2 separate regions of the Cricetulus griseus genome follow, and region 1 is linked to region 2. A link is a contact called in public Hi-C data. All regions are on one chromosome and are shown on one strand. Each heading gives the region's core, a stretch centred on a gene start, on an enhancer-like site or on the middle of the called end of the contact. The rest is flanking DNA. Distances are from core to core; before and after follow the strand shown. Region 1 overlaps Nav1 (neuron navigator 1). Region 2 holds the start of LOC100764039 (heat shock 70 kDa protein 4-like).

Region 1 (3,847 bases), core at 356-2,855, 36 kb after region 2:
AAGTCACAGCCAGCTTTTTCTTCATCAATACAACCTTCCTGTGTGGCCATACTAACTTGTCCATTGTAGATGGACAAAACCCGTCCCAAATCATTATTGACTTAGCCTTGGACTTCCTTGGCTAATGACTAACAGGACTCCTGCATCTGGGGCAATTTGGAGGAAGTACAGGAGGAACAGGGATAAACACAGGACCCTGGTTCACTGCCAGAGTCCTTGGCCATAGCATGGCTGGAGAGGCAACCATTTAGTGAAATCCCATCTCCTATTGCTTCAAGTCCCAAGCTGCTGTTCCCTTAGAAACTGCTGTCTCTATAAACCCGTATCTGTGACCATGTGTCTGTATTTCTCTTTCCCTCTCTGCAGACCTCTTGGGAATGGAGGAACTGCAAACACTTTGGGGTCTGTGGATCTATGCCATAAGCTGGGTCTCCCCGGCTCTGCTACAGTGATGGACAGGCCAAGCTGCTTTCTAGGCCAGGTGCTACAGAGCAGGCAGTGGGCTCAAGGGGCTCTGCAGCACCCCCTTGTACCCCACCCCACCCCTACAGGCTCCCCTATTGTGTGCCTCCAACCATTGCTTTTTCTAGAGACCCTAAGCCACAGCTTTACCGAGACATTGGGCTGGGGCCTTTTCATTATCCTGAGCCTTCTCTCCCAGGGACCCCCCAACAGCCCTGCCCAGACCACAGCTTGCCCTTACACTGTGAGGGCTCCTCTAGCAGAAAGATGAGAGCTCTTCTAGGATCCTTCTCTTGTCTTTACGTGGACAGACCATCTGGTTGCTGTGGAATATGGTCAGGGCACTGTCCTAGATGTAGCGATATTTAATATTAGAGGATATGGATGGGAAGATGAACTGGCTCCTAGTCTAGATGATAACACAGGAAGAGATAAATGTGCAGTCACAGGGCCACCCAGAGGCAGGGTGTGGTCCCACCTGACTTTCCATCAAGGGTCTGCTCTTACTAGCTGTGACTGAATGAGAGGACTTCGAGCGCTATGAAGACTGAACATATATGAGACTGGCATATAGTAGGCATTATAGAAAAATAGACTTATTTCTCTTCCACCTTTGTTCCCAAGCTTTTCTTCTGATTCCTTTATCTCTAGACTTTGGAAGTTCTCCGGGGATAGAGATGGTCCTACTGCAGCCCTGACTCTTCCACAGTTGCTGACTTGAGGTCTAGGGGTGTGGTCCCCACTTGTCTCAGAGTGGCAGTGTCTTGGTCACCAGATTGGGAGATCTCTGCAGGTAGGGGCTGTATTTCCTCCAGCAGCTTCCTATGCCTTAGTCAATAAGCACAGTTCTGTGGAAAACCACACACTGAGTGTGACCAGTGACATGTAAGAATGACTGAGTGGCCCCTGCTTATGGAGGTACCTAGTAGCTCCCAGGGTGTTTCCCTAAGGTTAAGTGTACCCCAGAACTTGGGTCCTTGTGGACAGAGGGTGTTTCTGAAGTGCAGACATCTGGAGGGCAGATGTAGAGTTGGCTGGGAGGAATGAAGTCCTGGAAAAGTTGGGATTCCAGGCCCCATGACTCACTCCCCCATCACAGCCACTCCTCGGCAGCTGGGCTGCCTAAGGCTTGAGGCCTGGACTGCATGGAGTTAGCCAGCCAGGTGTGGCTTAGTAGTGGTCCCTGGTCTGGGACACAGCTGCCTCTCAGCTGGATAGGGCTGGAGAACTGAGGGAGTGCTATACATCATACTCTCAGAGTTCTCAGGCTCCTCTGAGTGTAGCTGAGGGTATAATCTTACATAGGTCATTTTGGTAATGTGTGAAAGCAGAAGGTAGCTTTCTCTTTCTGTTTCAGCTGGGATGGGGTTCTCAGCTTGCTCTTAGTGTTTCCTGGCCTGGGGGGGTGATGGAGGTGAGCAGATGCTCTGGGGCGGGGTAGGTTCTGTCTCTAGTGTTTGTCAACAGGCATATAGTCAAAGCAGCAGAAAGGTAGATGGATTCTGAGGTCAGTGCCTTGGTCCAAGTCCCCAATGATGGTGAAAGCAGTTTGAAATCTGTCTTAGCATCAGTCTCCTCTTTTGAAATGAGGTTAACAACAGCTCAGGGTGAGGGCTAGGTCAGCGAGGTCCCGTGGGGGAGCATGCTTAGCAAACAAGTCTTGCCAGGATAGAGGGTTGTGAGATTTAGGGGTGGCCTGGGCCCTGATTAAGCTGTCTTGATCTTGTAGTGTAGCCCTCACAGAGGACAATGGGACAATGGGGTGGGGAGCGACAGTCTACAAGGTGACAGGAAAATCTGAGGGTGCAGGCCTAGAGTGTGAGCCCTAGTGACATTCTCCCTGTGTGCCCTCAGTAGCAGGAAAGGCTTACCCTCAGAACTTGGAGAGCCTCTGGATTCGGGAAGCCAGATTGGATGACATAGTGTCAGTTTATCGGTTGTTATTGGCCCAACATGTTTTTCTGTAGTGTAGCTCAGCCCTGAAAAATTTGCTAAAACTTGACCAGAGGACCTGAGACTCCTAACTCCTACATTAATGGGGTGGTGGTACCCTAAATCTCTGCTCCAAGTATTCTAGGACCCCTCTTCAATGAGGTAAGGAAGAACCGGAGTCTAGAGTTGGATGCAGGAGCTCTTGGGTCGTCAGGTCTCCATCTACAAATGAGGGTAGGTTCCTATTTCAGTGGACCGCTGTAAGGGTGGAACGAGGTGGTGTTGCAAGAGCTGTGGAAGGCAGATGTGACTGTGGTGAGCTGGAGCTGTGATGGCAGAGGCTGTGCTTGCAGACAAGTCTCAAGGGCCCAGCACTCTGTGTGGGACAGTCCGTGCTGTGAGACGGCTGGCTCAAGGTGAGCCCCCATACCTCCTGCACTTCTGCTTGGACCCCTCTCAGTCTTCACCCTCACCCCTCACTATAGAGAGAATGGAGTGTTGTCCTCTGCTCCTATAAAAAAAAAAAAAAAAAAAAAAAAAAAAAAAAAAAAAAACAGGACCACAAACTGAATGGCTTAAACAACACAATGTGTTCTCTTATAGCCCAGGGTATCAGAAGCCCAAAATGTATTGCTGAATAAAATCAGATATAGTTCAATGGCGTAGCACTTGCCTAGCATGTGTAAATACTTGTGTTCCATCCCCAGAACTAAGATAAAAATCAAGATATCTGTAGAGGATGTCCTTCTGGATTCTCCAGTCATTGTCCCTGCTGGTTTCTAAAGGCCAGCTGCATTTTTGGCCGTAGGCTCTTCCTCCTCTTCCAAAATCAGTGAGAACTAGACAAGCCCCAGGCATTTGTCCCTCTGAGTGCAGCAGGGAAAGGCTCTGGTTTTTCAGGACTTGTGTGATAAGATTGGGTCCACCTGGATAGTCTAGAATTCACTCCCCTCTTAAGACCTCGAACATCTGCAAGGCCCCTTTGTCATTTTTGCTGACATCCACAGCTTGAACAATAAAGAATGAACATCTTTGGGATTTGTCATTCTGTCAAACAGAGAAATTGACGGTTCACATCCTGGTGTGTTTTTGTCAGGAATAGATACTTGTCAGAAAGGGTAACACATGTGAAGGGACTCACACACTAAGTGCTTGGTAAGTATTGCTATCTGTATGGGTTATTTTCTTGTGGCTAGAACCAAATACCTGACAAATAGTAGCTTATAGAAGGGTTTTTGTTGTTTTGTCTCATAGTTTGAGAGCATATAGACCATCATGGTGGGGAAGACACATTAGTGGGAACAGCTTCTGCCTGTGGCAGTGGGAATGTTAGGTGACTAGTTATATGCCTGAGTAGGGACCTAGCAAATCAAACCATAACACTATCATTATTATTACATAAGCCATGCAGTACTTTTAAAATGTCTGTTCTCAGTACCACTTTTCCAGATAA
Region 2 (3,529 bases), core at 282-2,781:
GAAGCTTCTTGTCTACATCAGAAGGCACAGCTTTGTCTTCACCCTGCTCCGCAGCCTGGGTACCTGGACAATCTCCTTTGTCTTGACAACTGGATCCACCGTCAGGCTCTGATTGTACTGCAGGTTCAGCTTGCTATTCATCCATTCCATCGCTTCATTGGTGCTCTTCTCTACCTTCGCCATGTCAGCAACATCCAAGTGCTCACACTGGTCCTCCTTGTTTTTTGAAAGAGCTGATCACTTTGTTGAATTTGTTTCCCTAGTTCTTCAAATAACTTTGGTCTTTCATCAGATTCCTGGAACCGTGTCCAGGCTGACCTAAATTTTTTAATTCGGCCAATTTGTCTACATAAACTTGCTTTGGTTGGTCTTCTCCATCATCATATTTTCAGTATATCTGCCAATTTTCAGTATCTTCTGATTTTAAGGTAAAAAAATCCATTAAGATCATCTTCACTCACAGATTTCTCATATTCACCGCTAAGTCTGTCTCTCATCTCGTGCACAGATTCTCCCATGGCGTTCTTGGCACCATTCCGTTCCTTCTCCAGTTTATCCTGCACGATCAGCTTACCCTTATTCCCTGGATACAGACCAAACATCTCTCGGTCCAGCTGCCACAGCAGCTGGTTCTCAAGGGGCAGGTCCACGGTGCTGGTCTTCACTTCCGCCTTCTTGGCTTGAGGTGGTTGTTCCGTCTTTTTATCTTTTGATCGAGCTTGAGAGGTCTCCATTTCCTCAGACTCCACCTGGTTGTCTGTTGGGGTCTGTGGCTGCTGCTCTTCAGCACGTGGTTCCTCCTGGCCCACTTGCTTCTTCTCTTCTTCCTTTGCAATCTGATCAGTCTCCATTTTTCTCAGACTTGTACACTTCTACTAAGGATGCCCTGGACACACTGAAAATACCATGGACATTTACCCGAACCTTGACTTTCACTTTGGAGCTGGAGTCATCAGACTGTGGAGTGACTTTCTGAACTGAAAACTGAGCTATAGCGGGGTCTGATTTATTTATTATGTACACAGTGTTCTGCCTGCATGTATCCTACACACCAGAAGAGGGCACCAGATTTCACTATAGAGGGTTGTGAGCCACGTGAGTGCTGGCAATTGAACTCAGGACCGCTGGAAGAGCAGCCAATGCTCTTAACCACTGAGCTATTTCTCCAGCCCCCATAAGCCCATCTCTTAGGAGGCCGGGGCAAGAGATTTATGACTCTGAGACCAGCCTGGGCTACATTGAGACCCTGCTTCAAAGGGAGAAAGCAACCAAGCAAGAAAGAAAAATATCATTTTTATTTCCCATTTGGCTTTCTGTGTGTAATGTAATTTTATTGTTTTTTGATGGTTCTTTGTAAGACTTCTCTGTCCTTGGTTCTAACAATTGTACTATGGTATGCTGTATAATTTTCTTTGTATTTATACTGCTAGAGGTTGAATGAACTTTTGGTGATAATAAAATAGTTATTTTTTAATGAAATGTTTATACTGCTTATATCTAATGTAATTGCTTGTAGCCTTTTGCCCATCTTCCCCCCTTACACACACACACACACACACACACACACACACACACACACTTTTTTTTTCTTCTTTATTCTTTTCTTTTAAACAGGGTCTTGCTATGTAGCCCAGTCTGACTTCAAACTTATGGCAGTCCTCCTGTTTATGACTCCTGAGTGTAGGGATTATAGCCTGTGCTGCCATGTCTCACTTGTGATCTATTCCTTGTGAGCTAGAGCGGAAGTCAGACACTCATTGCCTGGCAAACAAAGGACATGTATTGTGTTCACATGAGAGAGCACTACTCTGCAGTACCACTTTGGTCCGAACAAACCTTAAAAGACATTATTCAAACTGAAAGAGACAGATGCAAAAGACCTCATATTATATGATTTCATTTATGTGAAATGTCTAGTAAAGCAAAATTGTGAGACAGAAAGCAAATTAGTGGTTGTCTGTGGCTATGGGTGGGAACTGGAATTGGTTGCAAGTGGGTGGGAGGAATTGCTTTGTGGTGTTGGAAATGTTCTAAAACTGGACTGTGGCAATAGTTACACAACTCTTTAAATTGATTTCTAAAAAATCATTAAATTATACACTTAAACAAGTGAATTATATATATTATACCTCAATAAAAACCATTATGGCTGTAAGAGACAGAGCCACTAATTTGGAAAAAAATGAGCAGAAAGTATTTACTTGAAAAAAGATAACTAGTCGCAACATTTAATTCTTCAAATCAAAAAGAAAGGGGCAACAGTAGAATCGGGGAAAGATTAAGAGATGAGAAACAGAAGTCGATCCTATTGAAGAATAAACATTATTATTATTATTATTATTATTATTATTATTATTATTGGTTTTTTGAGACAGAGTTTCTCTGTATAGCTTTGGAGCCTATCCTGGCACTCACTCTGGAGACCAGGCTGGCCTCGAACTCACAGAGATCCGCCTGCCTCTGCCTCCCGAGTGCTGGGATTAAAGGCGTGTGCCACCAACTCCCCACTGAAGAATAAACTTATGAGCAATTATCCACTTTGCTAATATAGTGAAATCTGATGCTATGTGGTCCCTTAACAACATGGATATAAAAAAGGGGAATGGTGACAATGACAAGTGTTGGCAAAGATGTGGCCAAGTGAAAGTGTCCAGACTTTATGACTGTAATTCACTCCTGGATTGACTAATAAAGAATACAAATGTATACCACAAGAAGCATGTAAGAATTTCCAAGGCTGGGGATATAGCTCAATGATAGAGTGCTTGTTTAGCATGTGTAAGGTCCCAAGGTTCAAACTCAGGATCAATCTCAAGGAAGGAAAGATAAAATTTTCATAGCAACCATTTAAAATAACAAAAAAAACCCCTGTATACAATAAGATTGATGAATTGTAGAACAATGGGATATCAAAAACAGTAGAAATTAATAAACTGAATTTAACTGCATCAACATGGATGAACCTTACAGTATAATGCTGAGCCAGGAAGAAAAGCTGTAGAATTTACCAGTTAAGATGTGCAGCATACAGTGGGGTAAAATTATGAACGAGGATGGCAATGATTAACAGCAAATTCAAAATGCCGTTTACTCTGTGGACTGAGAAAGAAAGGCAATGGAAAGGGAGCATAAACCGTATCTGCAATGTTTTAGTTCCTAAATTTCACAGCAAAGTTTTTTTAAAGATTTTATTTATTTATTTATTTATTTATTATGTATACAACATTCTGCTTAAAAACAGTGATTAGATGCCAGGAAGTAGGTGGCAATGCCTTAACCATATGCATGTTGTTAGGCCCAAATCCCTCTTCTAGCCTTGTCAAGGGGAGTACTAACCTTCTCTCCTTTCATACAACACCACAGCAAAATTTTAGTGGTTCAATTTACAATGTGTCAACTTGTCTGGGCCATGGAGTGTCCAAATAATCGGTGGAACATGATTTTAGAGGTTACCATGATATTTAAGGATGAGCGTAACATTTAAATCAGAAGAAAGAATAAAGCAAGTTTCTTCCCTAACAGGACTTTC

The links. Hi-C and Micro-C count contacts between places; a contact is called where the count stands out from the background.
Region 1: a Hi-C map of fibroblasts shows a contact between it and region 2, with 1.6 times the contacts expected there. The contact joins the enhancer-like site here to the promoter of LOC100764039 in region 2. A contact is called at or near these places in 3 of 8 Hi-C or Micro-C datasets (the CHL-YN cell line, the CHO-K1 cell line and fibroblasts).

The regions. Positions count from the first base shown.
Region 1 is chr5:53,590,731-53,594,577 of CriGri-PICRH-1.0, forward strand. All of the region lies in intron 1 of Nav1 (neuron navigator 1), which reads left to right. Among named protein-coding and RNA genes, the nearest start is that of Nav1, 21 kb to the left of the region's middle. Within about 2 kb of position 1,606, at least 2 of the 6 cell types and tissues checked have open chromatin away from gene starts, as enhancers often do. A contact at or near this core is called in the CHO-K1 cell line and fibroblasts, where this site is marked.
Region 2 is chr5:53,555,066-53,558,594 of CriGri-PICRH-1.0, forward strand. It overlaps LOC100764039 (heat shock 70 kDa protein 4-like), which reads right to left and starts at 1,532. Exons shown (of 1, transcript XM_035445569.1): 1 at 1-1,532. The coding sequence starts at 851. The coding sequence ends at 408. LOC113835964 (a small nuclear RNA gene) reads right to left here and starts at 3,358; the gene lies at 3,233-3,358.